Linked DNA regions of Mus musculus: all the other regions are linked to region 2. A link is a contact called in public promoter capture Hi-C and targeted proximity ligation data. All regions are on one chromosome and are shown on one strand. The core of a region is the stretch at or near the end of the contact, and the rest is flanking DNA. Distances in the headings are between cores, read along the strand shown.

Evidence for each region. Promoter capture Hi-C pulls out the DNA fragments that hold promoters and counts their contacts.
Region 1: a promoter capture Hi-C map of liver shows a contact between it and region 2. A contact is called at or near these places in 12 of 39 promoter capture datasets (the C10 cell line, the HPC-7 cell line, cranial neural crest and 8 more), 2 of 484 Hi-C or Micro-C datasets (B cells and bone marrow-derived macrophages), 20 of 130 datasets of targeted methods (the NIH/3T3 cell line, the SCID.adh cell line, bone marrow-derived macrophages and 11 more) and 4 of 9 other capture datasets (adipose tissue, embryonic stem cells, liver and 1 more).
Region 3: a contact with region 2 is called in a promoter capture Hi-C map of embryonic stem cells, with 3 times the contacts expected there. A contact is called at or near these places in 12 of 39 promoter capture datasets (the SN4741 cell line, cranial neural crest, embryonic stem cells and 7 more), 8 of 484 Hi-C or Micro-C datasets (the 4T1 cell line, the 63-12 cell line, CD8 T cells and 5 more), 15 of 130 datasets of targeted methods (the 230-238 cell line, the SCID.adh cell line, craniofacial prominence and 9 more) and 4 of 9 other capture datasets (adipose tissue, embryonic stem cells, liver and 1 more).
Region 4: a targeted proximity ligation map of bone marrow-derived macrophages shows a contact between it and region 2, with 2.8 times the contacts expected there. A contact is called at or near these places in 21 of 39 promoter capture datasets (the 3T3-L1 cell line, 3T3-L1-derived adipocytes, the C10 cell line and 11 more), 9 of 484 Hi-C or Micro-C datasets (B cells, bone marrow-derived macrophages, embryonic fibroblasts and 5 more), 27 of 130 datasets of targeted methods (the 230-238 cell line, the HPC-7 cell line, the NIH/3T3 cell line and 18 more) and 4 of 9 other capture datasets (adipose tissue, embryonic stem cells, liver and 1 more).

What each region holds. Positions count from the first base shown.
Region 1 is chr19:7,018,172-7,020,871 of GRCm38.p6, reverse strand. It overlaps Fermt3 (fermitin family member 3), which reads left to right and starts at 1,403. Exons shown (of 15, transcript NM_153795.2): 1 at 1,403-1,594; 2 at 2,033-2,206. The coding sequence starts at 2,047. Stip1 (stress-induced phosphoprotein 1) reads left to right here. Exons shown (of 14, transcript NM_016737.2): 14 at 1-176.
Region 2 is chr19:7,216,299-7,218,998 of GRCm38.p6, reverse strand. It overlaps Cox8a (cytochrome c oxidase subunit 8A), which reads left to right and starts at 1,383. Exons shown (of 2, transcript NM_007750.2): 1 at 1,383-1,600. The coding sequence starts at 1,487.
Region 3 is chr19:7,368,291-7,370,990 of GRCm38.p6, reverse strand. The region is part of intron 5 of Spindoc (spindlin interactor and repressor of chromatin binding); the gene reads left to right. Among named protein-coding and RNA genes, the nearest start is that of 1700105P06Rik, 13 kb to the left of the region's middle.
Region 4 is chr19:7,437,168-7,439,926 of GRCm38.p6, reverse strand. The region is part of intron 3 of Rtn3 (reticulon 3); the gene reads left to right. Among named protein-coding and RNA genes, the nearest start is that of Mir6991, 16 kb to the right of the region's middle.

The DNA.
Region 1 (2,700 bases), core at 154-2,653, 200 kb after region 2:
CCGTCACTGTCTCGGCTGCTCCCCCATAGTTGGTTATTTTTTATTTGGGGCAGTGGGTGCATACGGGGAGGGGAGGGTGTTCTTCCCAACCTAGGGTCCCAGCTGTCTTCACCTGTTCTTACCCACGTCCCTCCTCAATAAAGAAGCCAGTCAGGCGTGGTTATATGTTGCTACGGTCTCCAGTGACTTTCTTCTCTTAAGACACAGTAGTGCTGAATTGGAAGCCAACACAAAGCCTTTTCTTGATGGCCTTGAAAGAAAGGTCGCTGAAGAGTGAGCTGTTTGCTTTGTCAGGGTGGCCACTAGGTGGAAGTGTCGCTCAACAACTGATGACCTACCTGCATTCTGATCAGCTTTGGGTTGATGTTCTGTGCAGTGCAGTCTTAGAGTGAACCTGCTAGGTCAACACTAGAACCTAACCTAGACTCAAGGTGGGTCAGAAAGCAGGCCTGAGACTAATACTGACAACAGCTCCTGCTGCTCCAATCCTGAGCTCCACACCACTATCTTCCTCCCACACTGTGACCAACACTGAACTTCCTCATTTGCTCCCAAAAGACTGCTTCCTGGGCTAGCAAGATGCTGAGTCCAGCACCAGGCTGTACTATGTCTTACGTTAGCCTAAACTAGCTTCCTGTCCCAACCCCAGGACTCCTCAGAGCAGCCTCTCCTAGTCACACTTAAAAAGCCTTACCTTGGGAGGAGAGGTTGGCACATACCCTTAATCCCAGCACTTGGGGCAGAGCAGGCAGATCTCTGAGTTCAAGGCCAGCCTGGTCTGCAGAGTGAGTTCTGGGACAGCCAAGGCTACACAGAAACCCTTTCTGAAAAAAGAAAAAACCACGTCCATTAATGGTAGGCTGCTGCCCTGAAAAGTCTACGTTCCTGCTCAGTTCCTTAGAGCAATTTGCATCCCAGTGCCTGGCATGGACATGAGGCTGTTGGACCACCAGAACCCTCTAAAGAGACGGGATAAAGGGTCCTGGAGGAAATCACATTGAGGTTTTATGAGGCAGAGAGGCTCTAGCATGTCACTGGACAGATTTAAGGCTGGTAGGTTTGGAAACAAGTCCTGTTTAAAGGTGGGAAGGACTTCACTGCTGACTGTAGACAGTCCCACTAAGAGCAGGCTGGAGCCGGGCAGTGGTGGCGCACCCAGCACCACCAGGGCCAGGTGGATTTCTGAGTTCGAGGCCAGCCTTGTCTACAGAGTGAGTTCCAAGACAGCCAGGGCTATACAGAGAAACCCTGTCTTGAACAACAACAAAAAATAATAATAAAAGAAAAAAGCAGGCTGGAGGTGCAACCAGTAGATGCCTGGGGGTGGGGTAAAGAGAACTTTGTGGTGTCACCCCAGCACTGTTCTTCCCTCATTTCCTGTGGTAACAAAAGCAAGGGCCCCGTGGAGCCCTCTGCGTGCTGGCAGTGTGCTTCCTGTACCCAGCAACAGCCCGCCCTGGGGAGGGACTAGTACAACTTTCATGATAAGGCCACTACAGGCTGACCTCTGAAGGAAGCAACTGAGCAGGACCAGGCCAGACCAGGGTAACAGGTGTCCCACTGCCACCTGCAGCTGCAGCCCGTTGCAGGCTAGGTAAGTGAAAGACCCAGGAGGACTCACTTGTCCCCTGCTCCGCCATTCTGTGCAGAGCAGCCACACTTGCCACCACCCTAGAGGCTTGGGTTAGAGTACTGGCTGTGAGCTGTGGGCCAGGACTTGTTTCTGAGATAGGTGGGCCTGGCAGAACTGTGAGTAGGAGAGTTGACCTGTTCTGGTACCTAGCAGGGTACTTTACAATGAGTATTGGGCCTTGGTGTCCCCACCTGTGAAACCTGAATTGGCAGGACAACGTGGACTCTAAGGAACTGTCTCTTCAGCCCAAACACTTAGGATAGTAAGAGGGTTTTATATTGACTGGATCACAGTAGCTCTCTGTACCAGTGTCCCCAAAGCCTACCCACCTACCCAGGGTACCCTAGGACTCCTGCTTATTTCTAGGCAGCCCACTGTCTACTCACCTTGTCTCAGCAGAAACAGCCGCAGCCATGGCGGGTATGAAGACAGCCTCCGGGGACTATATCGACTCTTCCTGGGAGCTGAGGGTGTTTGTGGGCGAGGAGGACCCTGAGGCCCAGTCTGTCACACTCCGAGTCACGGGGGAGTCGCACATTGGTGGGGTACTTCTGAAGATCGTGGAGGAAATCAGTGAGTCCCCGTGACCCTATGTATCCAGTCATGACAGCTCTCCCTGGCTTTTCTAGGCCATTCTCGCCTCTACTCATAACCTTGTCACAGTGACTCAGGCAACAGTCTTTAATTATTTGGTTCCAAAGAAGGTATTTCTTCAACTTCCCCTCTCCATACTTCCTCCAGCTCCTACTGGTTCTGTCTAGTCTCCAAGAGACAGACAACATGGTCCCCTGTGTGTCTTGCCTGTGCCGAGGCTTATTATGTTCCTGAGGGATGGCTAGGAGGTTCCTGGGGACCTGGCACCTACTCTCCTAAATTTCCTCCCCAGCAAACCACTTGGCAGGCTGCTGACAGTGGGTGAGAGGCCCTGCCCCCACAGGAAGTTACGGCAGAGTAGGCTAGGGCGATATCAGTCACCCAGAAGGCCCCATGAGGCTTCTCATCAACTTTACCAGCAGAGAATGAGAGTTATCACTTCCTGGGAGGATGGCAGGAAAGCCCCGATAGTC
Region 2 (2,700 bases), core at 134-2,633:
AGGAGCAAGGACAAAAAACAAGCGATATTGAGAAGTCAGACAGAAGGGCAATATCCAAGATCCGGGCCTTGTCTAGAAAGCAATGGGGAGGGCTGGCAAGATGGCTCAGTGGATAAGAGCACTTACTGCTCTTCCGAAGGTCCTGAGTTCAAATCCCATTGGAGGCCCTCTTCTGGTGCATCTGAAGTCAGCTACAGTGTACTTATGTATTAATAATAAATAAATCTTTGTGCCAGAGCAAGCAGGGACTGAGTTTACAGGAGCGAGCAGAGCTGACCGGAGCAAGCAGAGGTCTTAAAAATTCAGATCCCAACAGTGACATGAAGACTCACAACCATCTGTATAGACACAGTGTAATCACATACATAAATATTTTTTTAAAGAAAGCAATGGGGAACCACTTGATCAGGTATTTGTCTAGTAAAACAAGAAGGAAGGAGAGAGGAGAAAGGAACAGAAAGAATAAAGGCAGAAGGGAGACAGGGGATAAAGAAGAGAAAGAAGAGAGGCAACAAGGCATGGAACATAGGAATAGAAGCAGAAAAGTTCAAGGTCATTCTCATCTACACGGTTTTAGGACAGCCTGGGCTACTGGAGACCTTAAAAAACCAAAACTGGCCGGGCGTGGTGGCGCATGCCTTTAATCCCAGCACTCGGGAGGCAGAGGCAGGCGGATTTCTGAGTTCAAGGACAGCCTAGTCTACAGAGTGAGTTCCAGGACAGCCAGGGCTACAGAGAGAAACCCTGTCTCGAAAAACAGAGAACAAAACAAAACAAAACAAAACTGTCCTAACACACACAAAAGGAGGAAAGCAGAAGTTGAGAACAGTTACCAGTTATGTGGAAACGGGTTTCTGAGAGGATAACAGTAAATGACAGGAGTCTCGGGGCTGGAGAGAGAGCTCAGCGCTTAGAAGCACTCGCTGCTCTTGCAGAGGTCCAGTTCAGTTCAGTTCCCAGCATCCACAAGATTACTCACTATTGCCTGAACTCCAGTTCCAGAGGATCCAACACCCTCTTTTGGCCTCTCTGCGTTCTGCATACACAGATGAACATGCTGACAAAACACTCATAAAGTAAAACTATGTTTTTAAAACTAGAGGCTTACTGGTGGCGAGCTGGAGTCACTAGTACAGTGCTGGCAGAGAGAGGATCCTAGTTAAATGAATGGAGGGAGGAGCCAAGGAGTCAATAGACTTGTAGCTTGTGTGATTGGGTGGCTATGCGTGTCACTCTCGAAGAAAGTGGAGGTGGGAGCAAAGGTGTCTCATTTCTCCTCCCATCTGTGTAGGATGATGTCGGTTGGTTGTTTCGAGGAGCGCGCCAAAAACAGCCCAGGCGGGCGAGGGGGCTTGTCCCGACGTCATTTCCGAAATACTTCCGGCTCGGGCGTCCGGCAACTTCAGCGCCGGAACTTCCGGCTGGTTCGGCCATCTTGACTCCCTGACCTTGGACTGGTCCTCGTCCGTGGTCGTTCCGCGCCGTCATGTCTGTCCTGACGCCACTGCTGCTGAGGAGCCTGACCGGCTCGGCCCGGCGGCTCATGGTGCCGCGGGCTCAGGTCCACTCGAAGCCGGCGCGGGAGCAGCTCGGGGTCCTGGTGAGCGGGACGGACCGGGAGCGGGGAGGTGGGCGAACTGTGGTAGCCTGCGACATTGGCTTAGGCCTGTCCTCAAGGCATGGATGAGACAGTCGCTCGGCTGCTCCTAAGCCCTAGGTATTTTTCCCAAGTTCCTGGATGTCAGGTCAGCCCGCTAGTTTGTTTACTCTGTTCGGCCTCTCTAAACCCGTCTCTCCTTCCATTCCCCCCCCCCCCCCACCGCAGGGGAGGGCATGCCTGGTAACTGGCAGCGACGTCATGGTTGTTACTGCTACATTTTATTATTAAGGAGGGCTGCAGAGTTCACCAGGTCTACATTCCCAGAGATGTAGGAGCATTTAGATACTAGGACAATTTTTACTTTTAAAACATTAGTTTAAAAACATGAGGCAGGGTCTCTTGTAGCCCAGGCTGACCACATTTGACTTTGAAGCGATAATCTCTTTAGTGCTGGGATAACAGGCCTGTGCCATCACTTGTGGTTTATGTGGTGCTGGGGATCAAGCCCGGGACTTTGTGTTAGGCAAGCACTTTCTTAATACTACACCGCAGCCTAGGCCCCCCCATCCCTCCCTTTTTTGGAGCTCTTCTGTTTTAAGTGACAATGGGTCATGAATCCAGATATCTGGGCATTGAATTAGGGGTAGAACCAAAGCACTGCCACTGAAGAAACAGTGACAACCAAGCCATGCCCTCTCTTACGCCCATTTAGTGGGAGGTTGAGGCATGAAAACAGAGCTCGGGAATTCAGGCCAGCTTGGGCAACATACTGAGACTCTGTCTCAAAAACAAGAGTCTGGGGGCTGGAAAGATGGCGTTTGGTGCATAGCCTCATGAAGACTGGTTCAGGTTCCAGCACCCATATAACAAGCTTGTAACTCCAGCTCCAACGCATCTGACATCCCGTCCTGACCTTGGGTAAGCATGCAAACACATACCTGTGCTCACACACATGCATCATACAAATATAGATAAAACACATCTTTAAAAGATACAAAACCCCAGCAGGGCAGTGTGGCACACGCCTATAATCCAGCACTTATGCTATAGAAGCTGTGGATCTCTGAGTTCAAGGCCAGCCTGGTCTACTGAGTGAGTTC
Region 3 (2,700 bases), core at 116-2,615, 150 kb before region 2:
TGTTTTAAGATTTATTTATTTTATATATGGGAATACACTGTTACTCTCTTCAGACACACCAGAAGAGAGGGCATCGGATCCCATTGCAGATGGTTGTGAGCCACCATGTGGTTGCTGGGAATTGAACTCAGGACCTCTGGAAGAACAGTCAGTGCTCTTAACCAGTGAGCCATCTCTCCAGTCCCCAGTATGTTGTTTTTAACAAATTGTTTGATTTTACCAATTCAGACTTGGGAGTGAAAGCCTGCTAGATGAGATCAGAGAGAGAGAGAGAGAGAGAGAGAGAATATACATCCCAAAAGGAAAGCTCTCCATCTCCACACTGTTGCAACCCCTCCCCCAAGTGAGTGTCCCTCCCTTCTCCTTCCTGTGTGCCTGGGTCCATCCTCCTGACTTCTTATTCTGTGGTAGTTTCCTAGCTTCGCTCCCTGTCACATCACTTGGTTGCTTGCTTCACCTCTTGACCTATGGTTAACTTTATTTAATCTTGTTTACAATAAACAGAAAGCTTTTGGATTATAGGTTTGTGCTAAGGCTAAGCCACACCACAATTAGACAGTTGTTTTGTTTTGTTTTGTTTTGTTTTCTGTAAATAGTCTCAGGGTTCAGAGCATAATTCTGAAACATTTCCCCCTTTTTTGTCTAATAAAAAGGAAAGAATTTAACTTTATCACAGTAACACTATTTATAGTACTGAAGCTAGTTCTGCCAGGCATTTCACAAAGTTCAGTTTGATTATATTTGGGAGTCTTTTTTATTTTATTTTATTTTTTTTTTTTTTTTGGTTTTTTCGAAACAGAGTTTCTCTGTATAGCTCTGGCTGTCCTGGAACTCACTCTGTAGACCAGGCTGGCCTGGAACTCAGAAATCGGCCTGCCTCTGCCTCCCGAGTGCTGGGATTAAAGGCGTGCGCCACCACGCCCAGCTATTTTTGGGAGTCTTAAGATTAAGTATTTTGTATTAAAAAATTATGTAAAACTTCATGTCAGTGTCCTATGAACTCAGTAGTTTGAATGTCTTGCGCATCACAATCTATTAAGTACACAAACTTTGTTTCTAGTTAACCTGTTTCAGACTCCAACCTGCAAGCACACAAAGGAAGCTAGATCAAATTTGTAGCGGCCTGCAACCACTTGAACTGGGTTCCCCTGAAAGGCAGGCTGGGGCTGAAAGAGATCAGACAGTGAGAAAAGAATGAGGCCAAGACAAACCTTTCTGTTCAAAGCCTTCGAAGTTTACTGAATCTGTATTTATAAAGAGGGTAGGCCCATCCCCCACCAGCCCATTCTTGGTGCCTGGAGCCAGCCCATAGGCGATCTACAGGGTGTGTCTCTGGAACATCTCACGGACCTTTCTGCAGGAAGCAGAGTCTTGGAGAAGAGCAAATAGAGCCATCCAGGTCAGAAGGCGTAGACCCTAGGTAATCTCCTCCTTAGTGGCAGCAAGGTCAAAGTCTGGATCAGCCTGCTTCAAGGCTGAGGGAGGCTACAAAACTTATTTCCAGAATTAGTGTTCTGTATAACTACTACATAATAATCTTACAGGTTTTGAGATAATATTTATACCTTCAGAAAAGCTTGCTTTTTTGTTTTCCGAGACAGGGTTTCTCTGTGTAGCCCTGGCTATCCTGGAACTCACTCTGTAGACCAGGCTGGCCTGGAACTCAGAAATCCGCCTGCCTCTGCCTCCCAAGTGCTGGGATTAAAGGTGTGTGCCACCACTGCCTGGCCAGAAAAGTTAAAAGTCAAACAAAGGTTATGAGATTAGTGGCCTTTATTTTTTTGTTTTCCTCTGTCTCGTATCAGGTGGTTCTTCTGATATGGGACAGAGATTTTAGATTTTCCTTTAACAAGCATTCCTGGGTTTAAAGGAGAGAGCCGTGCTTCAAATCCACAGCCAGCTTTAAGTTTTTTGTTTTGTTTTCGAGACAGGGTTTCTCTATGTAACCCTGGCTGTCCTGGAGCTCACTCTGTAGACCAGGCTGGCCTGGAACTCAGAAATCCACCTGCCTCTGCCTCCTGAGTGCTGGGATTAAAGGTGTGCACCACCACGCCCAGCTCTCAAGCTGCCTTTTACAAGTGGATTTTTAATTTAAATCATTGTGATCCTTATGTGCCTGCCTTCCAAGTGTTGGGATTAAAGGTGTGTGCCTCCTGAGTGCTGCAATTAAAGATTTGAGTCACTGGGCTTGAGAGATGGCTCAGTGGTTAAGAGCACTGACTGATCTTCTAGAAGTCCTGAGTTCAATTCCCAGCAACCACATGGTGGCTCACACCCATCCATAATGGGATCTGATGCCTTCTTCTGGTGTGTCTGAAGACAGGAACAGTGTACTTACATGCATAAAATAACTAAATAAATCTTAAAAAAGAAGAAAAGATGATGAGTCACTGCCTGGCTGTGGGTTCCTTGCAGTAGTCTCTGGTGTAATTTGGTTCTCCATTTTTTAGTGTTAAGGGTTTTCAAGTTTTTCGAATGCTTAATCTATTGTTCTTACTGACTTATTCTGAATTTGTTCACTATTTCATTGTTTTCAGAGGTTTTATTGGTCTTGCCTACATGAGCTAAATAAAATTTGATGTCTTTGCTAAGTTTTGCTAGGCTTTTGCCAGTTCTGGTCATGCCTCCCATGACCAGATGTCTTTGCCATTTATCTTCCAGTTAGTGGTTTTCCATTTTGATGACCATATAGCTAGAGCA
Region 4 (2,759 bases), core at 172-2,671, 220 kb before region 2:
AGAGGCAGGGGGATTTCTGAGTTCGAGGACAGCCGGGGCTATACAGAGAAACCCTGTCTTCAAAAAACAAAAAACCAAGCTACTCTACATGTTATAGTGATATTAAGATTAATATATAACTACAAATTTTAGATATATTGGTTTCTTGAGGTTTTTTCCTATTTTAAAATTTTCTTTGGGGCTAGAGAGAGGGCTCAGCGGTTAAGAGCACTGACTGCTCTTCCAGAGGTCCTGAGTTCAATTCCCAGCACCCACATGGTGGCTCATAGCCATCTGTAATGTGTCGGGAGACAGCTACAGTGTATTTACATGTAATAAATAAATATTTTTAAAAAAATTCTCTTTGAAAGATTTTACCCAAAACATGTAAATGTGGATGATTGAAGAAAACATAAATGATAGTAATACAGGTATTTAAAAGTAAAAATCCTTTTGGTATGAAAGATTCCATTGGTTCTACTACTCTTTGATTTAATGGCATGGAACTAGTATATCAATATATATAATTTGTGGAAAGCAGATTTTCACTAAGTTTATGAAGCAACATTCCAGTTAGAGGAATACTATTGAGATGACTCAGAAGGAAAGGCAGCTGCTCCCAAACCTGACCTGAGTTCATGGCCAGAACCTATATGATTTAAGGAGAACACTGTTACTGTGTCGGACTGGAGCTCCAAACACTCAGCAGAGATGAAAATGAGCAAGGCAAGAATTTTCAGTAATAGCCAGGCTACCTGCTCTCCTTGGGACCAGAAGTGAGCAAGTGACCCCAGCTATAGTGGACAGACTCTTGTAAAGGTATTTTATGACCTTTGCAAGCAAGCAAAGCTTAACAGAAATGGAACTTTTCGGACTAGCATTTAGCATAAACGCATTGTTACATTTTTAACATCATTATGGGCTGCCAATTTCAGAAAGCCTTGTTTTTCAAGTCAGGTAGACCTAGTTTGAAGGAGTTATTTGTGGTCTAATGATTTGAAAAACAGTCTGTACAGTAGGAACATAAATCTCATTTTACCTGAGAAATACAAATACCAAGACTTTTGGAAACAAGTCCAGAAACTTAACAGTAGGGAGAATAAAGGCCCTGTTATTATTTAACCCATATTAAAATCAGTAGTGAAGGCAGAAATGGGAGGGGTCAGCTTCTAATAAGCACCAACCCTTGAAAGTGTTTGGTAGCACACACACAGGTATGCTCATAAATGCATGCCCAATCGTGCAGCACTAAATAAATAAATAAATGTATGTTGGATTTTTAAACAAAACTAAACAAAACAGGAATATAAAATGCTCCCTGGATTTGGTGAGGATTGAGCATGGGTTTCTGTAAGCACACTTACCTGGGCTCTCCTTAGTATGTTTTCTTTTTTGTCTTGCAGCAGCAACAGGGCAATGTCCTGAAAAGGGAAGTTCAGATAGCAAGAGGAACTCAAGGCTCCTGCTGTGCTGACATAGCATGCACTGTACTTGAATTATAGTGAGATCTAGGTTCTGTTGTTGTTTTCATCTCAGAGATGAGTATGACACTTTAGCATGTAAATATACATTAAATCATACTGTTGTGTACATATCAATATAACTGAAGTTAGAGCTTCATCATTGAAAATCACTTAAAGATGTTGTCTGGCCCTATTTCCTGTGCTAATGCTTTTTTTTTTTAAGTTGTATTTTGCATGAGATAAATGTCTTGTTTTGGCACAAACTACTGTAGTAGTTTGTTTTAGGCTTTCACTTGTATCTGTATCTGCTATATGTATAAGTCCCTGTAGAGGCCAGAAGAAGAATCAGATCCTCTGGAGCTGGAGATACAGGCAATTGTGAACTGTCTGATGTGGGTACTGCAAATCAAACTCTGGTCCCTCAGAATTGCAGTCACTCTTAAACTGAACCATCTCTCCAGCCCATTGACTTTTTGTTTATAATGAACTTTCTGAAGGAGTGGTAACTGCTCAAGATTATAAATAAGCCCATTTTTGCATGTAAGCATCTTTTTTTAAACCTTAAATTTAAAAAAATGTATGACCACTGTATTAGGATCCTCTAGAAAAACAACTTATAGGATGGAAAAATATATGTATGTACATACAAATATATACGGGATTTATTAGAATGGTTTATCTGCTGTAGTCCATCTGGTCTAACAATAAGTAGACTATCAACAGAAAGTTCAAGAATGCAGTAGTTGTTCAGACCATGAGTCTGGATTAGATATCTTAGCTGGTCTTCAGTATTCATCAGAATCTCAAAGAAGTAGGCTCTAATGTCAGTAAAGGAATAGACTTGCCAGTGAGACCAAGCAGGCAGAGAACAAAAGCTTCCTTCTTCTGTGCCCTTTATATAGGCTGCCAGCAGAAGGTATGGCCCAGATGAAAGGTGGATCTTCCCATCTCAAAAGATCTAGAACTCAGGAGGCAGAAGCAGGTAGATCTCTGTGAGTTCAAAGCCAGCCTAGTTAGAGTGAGTTCTAGGACAGCCAGAGCTACACAGAGAAACCCTGTCCAGAAAAACAAGACAAAACAAACAAAAGATCTGGATTAAAAGTGGGTCTTCTCACTTCAAATGAAAAAAATCCCTCAAGGTGTACCCAGCCACTTGGGTTTTTAGCTGAGAGAGAGAGAGAGAGAGGGAGGGAGGGAGGGAGGGAGGGAGGGAGGGAGGGAGGGAGGGAGGGAGGGGGAGAGGGGGAGAGGGGGAGAGAGAGAAGAGAGAGGAGAGAGAAAAGACCCTGTCTCAAAACAAAACAAAACAAAAATGCT